Linked DNA regions of Mus musculus: region 1 is linked to region 2. A link is a contact called in public promoter capture Hi-C data. All regions are on one chromosome and are shown on one strand. Each heading gives the region's core, a stretch centred on a gene start, on an enhancer-like site or on the middle of the called end of the contact. The rest is flanking DNA. Distances are from core to core; before and after follow the strand shown.

Region 1 (3,325 bases), core at 233-2,732, 300 kb after region 2:
TATCCCAGTAATTCCTAGTATTGATTACATGTTAAATATTTTGAATATACTGAGTTAGTATATTAGGATTAATTTTACCCATTTCATTTTATTGAAATTATAGCTCTGAAAAATATCCATATATTCAGTTCTGTGTGTGTGTGGACTAGTCTCTGGAGGTCATGAGACAATCTTTTTTCTTCTTCCTCCTCTTCTTCCTCCTCCTCCTTTTGGTTTTTCAAGACAGGGTTTCTCTGTGTAGCCCTGGCTGTCCTGAAACTCACTCTGTAGACCAGGCTGGCCTCAAACTGAGAAATCTGCCTGCCTCTGCCTCCCAAGTGCTGGGATTAAAGGCATGTGCCACCACTACCCGGCTGAGTCAATCTTAAGGACTTGATTTTCTCCTATTATATTTCAGGGATCAAATTCAGGTTGAGACTTGTGCAGCACATGCCTTTACCTGCTGAGCCTTCTCATCAGCCCACAATCTCCTAAAATCTTGAAACTATGTATCTAAAAGATCATATATGAGGCCTGCATTTGTGACCTGATTGTCTTCTTCTGACAGCACTGCTCTACAGAGCACCCTGCTCTGAGTGTGTAATTGCTCTAACCCTCATCCTTTGGGAAGTAAGGATATAGAGAAGTGTTGACATTGGGTAGGGTGAAAGGGGACTCTAGCCTAGAGACACATTTGGGTTTTTGTTTTTGTTTTTGTTTTTGGGGGGGGGGTTTCGAGACAGGGTTTCTCTGTGTAGCCCTGGCTGTCCTGGAACTCACTTTGTAGACCAGGCTGGCCTCGAACTCAGAAATCCACCTGCCTCTGCCTCCCAAGTGCTGGGATTAAAGGCGTGTGCCACCACGCCCGGCTAGAGACACCTAGTTTGCCTTTTGTTTCTATGATTCCCACACACAATAGAACACAATAAAGGATACACAATAGAACACACACACCAAACACCAACAGCCCTTGGTAGAGTTTCCAGCTCTCTTCCTCCCAGGTGAGTAGTGTTCAAGGCTTTTCCTAGTCTCAGGAAAAACATGTTCTCAGCGTTACTTTCCCTAACAGAATGGAAAGGACTGCATAAGACACATCACACATTACAAATGACTGATAACTTTGTGTTCACCTCTCTCTGAGGGATGTTTCCATTTTAACAGGGAACAATCCCTAAACCCAAAGGAATGAATCCCTTATGATGGCGTTTCAGGCCTCAGTGACAGGTGAGTGAGGGTGGACCCTGTTTTCTGTTTATACATAGTTAAACCCAAGCTGTGACTAGAAGCAGGGTACTCAGATGGAAAGGGCTGATTGACAAGCTGCACAGAGAAGGGAGCAAATACCTAGCTGTGTCAGAAAGGGAAGGGCTCTCAAACACCCATCAGGTTCAGGGAAGGTCTTCAAGGGTTGTCAAGCAATAAAATACTGCAGGTGATGTCAACAGAGACTAGGCAGCAGGCAGTCTCTATGGTAACTATTGTGGAGTTGCAAGAAGGTTCTCAGAGTACGATTCTGGAGACTATGACTGCGGTCCACAACTGACTCGGCTTAACTCTGGGCAAGTCCTTTACCCTTTGGGTCTCAATTTCTTCATCTGGAAAATAGGAATGGGTACTGTAGCTTGTGTGATGGTACATACCCATAATTCCAACACTCAGGAGGCTGTGGAAGGTAGATCATTAATTTGAGATTAGCCTGGGCTACATTAGACCCTATGTCAATAAAACAAAACATCTCCTAAGATAAGGGTGCTCGAACTATCAGATGAGTTCAGAGTGTTGTGAAGTTTATCTAAGAAGTATACTATACATGAAAGCACCAGTATCTTAAAATGGCAATGCAGATAGGCAGGCCTAGAGCTCTAGAGAGTAGAAAGCAGTGTGGAGGGCTGTGGGGAATCCTGAGCATAGACACTCCATATCTGGAGCATTGATTCTCTTCTGTCCTCCCAGGCTGAAGCCAGACTCCCAGGGCCCATGCTTCCACCTGATGAATGATGGCCTGAACTATGAGCTCACGGGACTATATGAACACTTCCGTGCAGGAGCCTCCTCTTGACTACTCCTTCAAAAGCGTCCAAATGGTCCAAGGTCAGCAGAGCACAGCACTCAGATAAGGCTGTATGGTACCAAGACAAAAAATCCTTAAGTCTTCTTTTTTTAAAGCCTACACAGCCTGGGCGGTGGTGGTGCAGGCTTTTAGTCCCAGCACTTGGGAGGCAGAGGCAGGAAGGTCTTGGTGAATTCAAGGTCTATAAAGCGAGTTCCAGGACAACCAAAGCTATACACAGAGAAACCCTGTCTCAAAAACCAAAACAAACAAAAAGCCTAAACAGAATTTTCCCAACTTCTTGCTGTCTTTGAAGGAAGAAGAGGGTGGAGTAAGATATTTTTGTTTTACTGAGTTAAGGAGTGAATGCAAGGCCTCTGACATATAGGACAAATGTCTTACATCTGAGCTTCATCCTCAGCCTTGAGATTAAAAATATGTATTTTAACCTTATGTGTATGGGTATTTTACCTACATGTATATCTACATCCCTTGTGTGCCTGGTGCAGGCAGAGGCCAGAAGTGGGTATTAAACCCCTGAACCTGGTGTTACTGATGGCTGTGAGCCTTCGTGCCGGTGGGAAATCAGCCAGGTCCTTTGAAGAGCAGCTAGTGCTCTTTAGCTGCTGCACTGTCCCTTCCAGGTTCTGTGAACTTTTTTTGTTTGTTTGTTTGTTTTGTTTTTTTTCGAGACAGGGTTTCTCTGTATAGCCCAGGCTGTCCTGGAACTCACTCTGTAGACCAGGCTGGCCTTGAACTAAGAAATCCGCCTGCCTCTGCCTCCCGAGTGCTGGGATTAAAGGCGTGCGCCACCACTGCCCAGCAAAATTTTCTTTTTTAATTTATTTTAGATTTATGTGTATGAATGTTTTACCTGAATGTATGTGTATATGTATCATACACATGCCTAGTGCCCATGGAAGTCAGAAGAGGGCTTCAGCTTCCTTAGAAATAGAGTTAGGCGGGATTGATTGAGAGCCTCCATGTGGGTACTGAAATCAAACTCTGGAGTAACAAGTGCTCTTAACCACTGAGTCTCCCCTCTCCCACACACCCCAGTTTTTTAAGGTAGCAAATGCAGAAGGAACCAGGGGTCTCTTATGGTAGTTGACCCATCTTCAGAAAAAGCCAGGCGGTAGCCAGAAGTTCATGGAGAGTACTGAGAAATCACTCAATCAGACAAATGTCTTAGTCTTCTGTATCCCCAGCACAGACTCACCTACTGTGATCTCTATTGTGTTCTACATTACTTCTGACTGCTGGAGTACAGAGTTCATAAAGGTTTTAGTTGCAATT
Region 2 (3,649 bases), core at 536-3,035:
CCCTGTCTCAAAAACACCAAAAAAAAAAAAAAAAAAAAAAAAAAAAAAGAACTGGAATGAGCAAAAGAGAAAAGAAAACAAATACCATATATCTATACCCATGAACCAGTCTGCCTGTTCCCATTGTAAAGATGGAGAAACCAAGAGAGTCTCTTCCTCAAAGCTGAGCTTGGGGAAGTCATTCTCAGAGTTTAGGTTTCTTGGTGCCGAACTATAGCTGGCTCCAGATACATAAAAACCGGCCCTTCTGGTCTCAAGCCATGACTCTTTCTGGCCCCACCCTTAAATAGAACTCTGATCTCAGGCTGGCCTCCTAGCATTCCAGAAACAGGTGGGTACACCTCCACATTTTCCTCTGCCTTTCCACCTACCTCTCTGCCAAGTAGCCCGACCCAAGTTCTCAAGTTCTTCCTCCCCTTTGGGGCAATAAATATTTGGTCAAGCATCTCCCTGGGAAGTTGGAAGTGGCATTGATGACCCTCCCAGATCTCACCCATTCTCTAGATAGGGCCCTACACAAGAGCACTGTGGCCAGCCAGCCCACACCTAGACTCTCTGAAGTAGATTTAACCCAATCCTCCTCCTAATGGTCCTCCCCAAAGCCAGCTGCTCTGTATCCGTGAACCACTGGGATCCTCTAACTGAAGACCAGATCGTCAGCTTGAAAGAACCTTACCCTGGACCTTACCCCATGCAGGGTCAATGGGGGGCAGGGGGTGGCATTCAAGGACAGTGTCAGAAACAAACAGAAAAGATAGCTGCTTCTACTTCTTGGCAGTGTGCCTGGCCTCCCTTTTACATGTATGACCTTGGACAAGTCACCTAACCATCCTGGGCCTGTTTCAAATTGTAAAAGAGGAAATCACATGGTCTAGATTACTTGGAAGGCCTCTCCACCATGGCCACTGCTTGATAGCTCAGTTTGAGGAGCCCACTACCTTAAGTTCTGCTCCTAGGCAACCTAGGAGTTCTTCATTGGCACTACTTAGTTGATTTCATTTTATTTTAGTTTGTGTGTGCACGTGTTTATGTACACTCTTCCAGAGAAAAGATCTTACTGTGTAGTCCAGGCTTGCTGGAAACTCCCAATCCTTCTGTCCTTGCCTCCCTGTTACTAAGATTACAAGGCTCTGAAAACTGTTTTTGTAGAAGTACCACCACTTCATATCCAAAGTCCCTAAAGATCTCACTACCACACTCCTGTCAGAATCTACATTCTGAGCTCAGTACTTGATATACAATATCTCTTTTAGTTCTATTTATTTTAGGAGACGGTGTTGTCCTCCGGGTTCCCATTTCATAGAAAAAGAAAGTAAGTCCCAGGGTAGTTTAAAAAAAAAAAAAAAAAAAAAAAAAACCACTTACTCAAAGCCACAAGCTAGTAACTGGCAGAGCTGGGATTCAAAACTAGTCTGAGATTCCAGGGCTCCCCCACGCCTCCATCTGCAGTGCCTGGAGGAATCTCGAGCAAAAGGCCCTGCGGAATAAATGAGGCAGTCTTTAAACCCAGCACACCTAGCCCTGCCACCGAGTGGACAAAAGCAAGACAGTTCAGCACCTGGATGCCTGCAGTTCCCGGGGTTCTGAGTGTGGGCACAGGCAGGTAGGCGCCTAGACCGCAGGCCTGCGGAGGCCGGACCTCGTGGCGGGGCTCCCGAAGTGGCGTTACCCTGTGGTCCAAACTGGCCATTCCCTCCTTACTCACCCAAGTACTGGTGGATAGGGGGCCGTACCCCGTAGCCAGGGGCGCGGAACCGGGAGCCCCAGCCCGGCCCGGGGGCGAGTGGAAGGGGGCGGGTCGCAGCAGCAACGGCGTGAGGCGGGGCCAGCGCTCTGGGGTGGGTCTTAAAGAGGAAACTGGTCCCGTTTCAACACTTGCTCCTCCCCATTTTGGGGTCCGGGACTCCAGTCTTTCTTTATAATCTACTGTCTCCTCAAGCCAAGCTTCCCTAGTAGTTCGGCTCTGTCCCCATTATTTTTGAGTACGTGAGAGCAGTCAGAGGGCCCAGGACACATGGTTTTGAAATGTTGAATAAGTCACCTTGTCATCTTACCTGTGGCTGCATGCCATCACCTGTTGAAAGAATGTAAAATTAATTCAATGGGGCCCAAATTCTTTCATTACCTGACCCGATTCTCCAGTCCTCTACCCTCATTCTAATCGAATTATCCAGCTTTGCACTTCTGAAATATTAAGCCAAATTTGCCCCAGCCGTGGCTATTTTCCCTCAAACTTTATTCCCTATGACCGGCTACAGCATCCAACAAAAGGAGCTGAAAAATAAAATAAAATAAAAATAAACCAAAAGCCACATTGCAGATAGATCATCTACGCCCATCTCAGAAACTAAGGGCCAAAGCTGTTCTCACCTTTTATCAGAAGAGGGAGCCCTATGCTGTCCGACATCACTGGCGCACGCGAGGGAGGAGGAGGAAGGGGCGGGGGGAGGGGGGGACGGGACGTTCAGCCAGATCCAGCTTAAGGGTTCTTCACGGAAAAGGAGGAAGAAGAGAAGGAGGGGCAGGGAGAGGAGGGGGGGGAGGAGGAGGGGGAGAGGAGGAGGAGGAGGAGGGGGAGGAGGAGGAAGAGGAGGAGGAAGAGGAAGAGGAGAAGAAACCAGGTCCAGGTGTTCTTTTCCCACTTTGGCCTGGCCTAGACTGATAGTTTTTGAAAAAACTATCCTACCCAAAATAGGAAGGAGGGTGAGGGGATCAACAATTTCCTACAGACATCTTGAGGATTGTCAGGACCAACTGTAGCAGTAGTGGGACTTCTGAGTCAGACAGTTATCACCGTTTAAATCCTACTTAAAATCACATCCTAGGCACATTGCTACTTTGCATTTAACTCATTTAATCCTCATAAAAATAAAGTGGATCTTTTTTTTTTTTTTTTTAACTGAGTCCCCTATGGGTGAGGTGACTTGTTCAGTGAGACCTCTGGGTGGATGAGATAGCTCAGTGGCTAATGGTACTTGCTACCCAGGCCTATAACCGAGTTCAGTCCTTGGAAACAGCAGAATGGAAAGAGAGAACTACCTCCCACAAGTTGTCCTCTAATCTCCATCAGCATTCCCACATTGCAAAGTAAAAAATAGTATCCTCCTCCCTTCAAAAAGCAGGCAAGAGCTGGGCAGTGGTGGTGCATGCCTTTAATCCCAGCACTTGGGAGGCAGAGGCAGGCGCATTTCTGAGTTCGAGGCCAGCCTGGTCTACAGAGTGAGTTCCAGGGCAGCCAGGACTACACAGAGAAACCCTGTCTTGAAAAGTCAAAAAAAAAAAAAAAAAAAAAAAAAAGTAGGCAAGAATCTCACATAGCCCACACAGGCCTCAAACCTGTTATGTAGTCAAACCTCCACTTCTTAGTGTAGGACTACATGTATGTCTCACCAATCCATGGGCTATGGATGGCTGGAAGTTATTGGTGCATGCTGAGCAAGCACTCTACCAACTAAGCCAAATCCCTCACCAAGGTAGAATCGAATAATATCCCCATTTTTTGTTTTTTGTTTTTTGTTTTTGTTTTTGTTTTTTTGAGACATTGTTTCTCTGTGTAGCCCTGGCTGTCCTGGAACTCACTCTGTAGACCAGGCTGGCCTCGAACTCAGAAATCTGCCTGCCTCTGCCTCCCAAGTGCTGGAATTAAAGG

Evidence for each region. Capture Hi-C pulls out chosen DNA fragments and counts their contacts.
Region 1: a contact with region 2 is called in a promoter capture Hi-C map of pancreatic islet. The contact joins the promoter of Lrrc51 here to the promoter of Pgap2 in region 2. A contact is called at or near these places in 4 of 39 promoter capture datasets (erythroid cells, hematopoietic stem and progenitor cells, liver and 1 more), 6 of 484 Hi-C or Micro-C datasets (B cells, the HL-1 cell line, embryonic stem cells and 2 more), 1 of 115 datasets of contacts at active chromatin or transcription factors (embryonic stem cells) and 3 of 9 other capture datasets (adipose tissue, liver and pancreatic islet).

Annotation. Positions count from the first base shown.
Region 1 is chr7:101,919,382-101,922,706 of GRCm38.p6, reverse strand. Lrrc51 (leucine rich repeat containing 51) reads left to right here and starts at 1,482. Exons shown (of 5, transcript NM_001357584.1): 1 at 1,482-1,538; 2 at 1,933-2,070. The coding sequence starts at 1,989.
Region 2 is chr7:102,221,207-102,224,855 of GRCm38.p6, reverse strand. Pgap2 (post-GPI attachment to proteins 2) reads right to left here and starts at 1,785. Exons shown (of 7, transcript NM_001382592.1): 1 at 1,706-1,785; 2 at 1,366-1,477.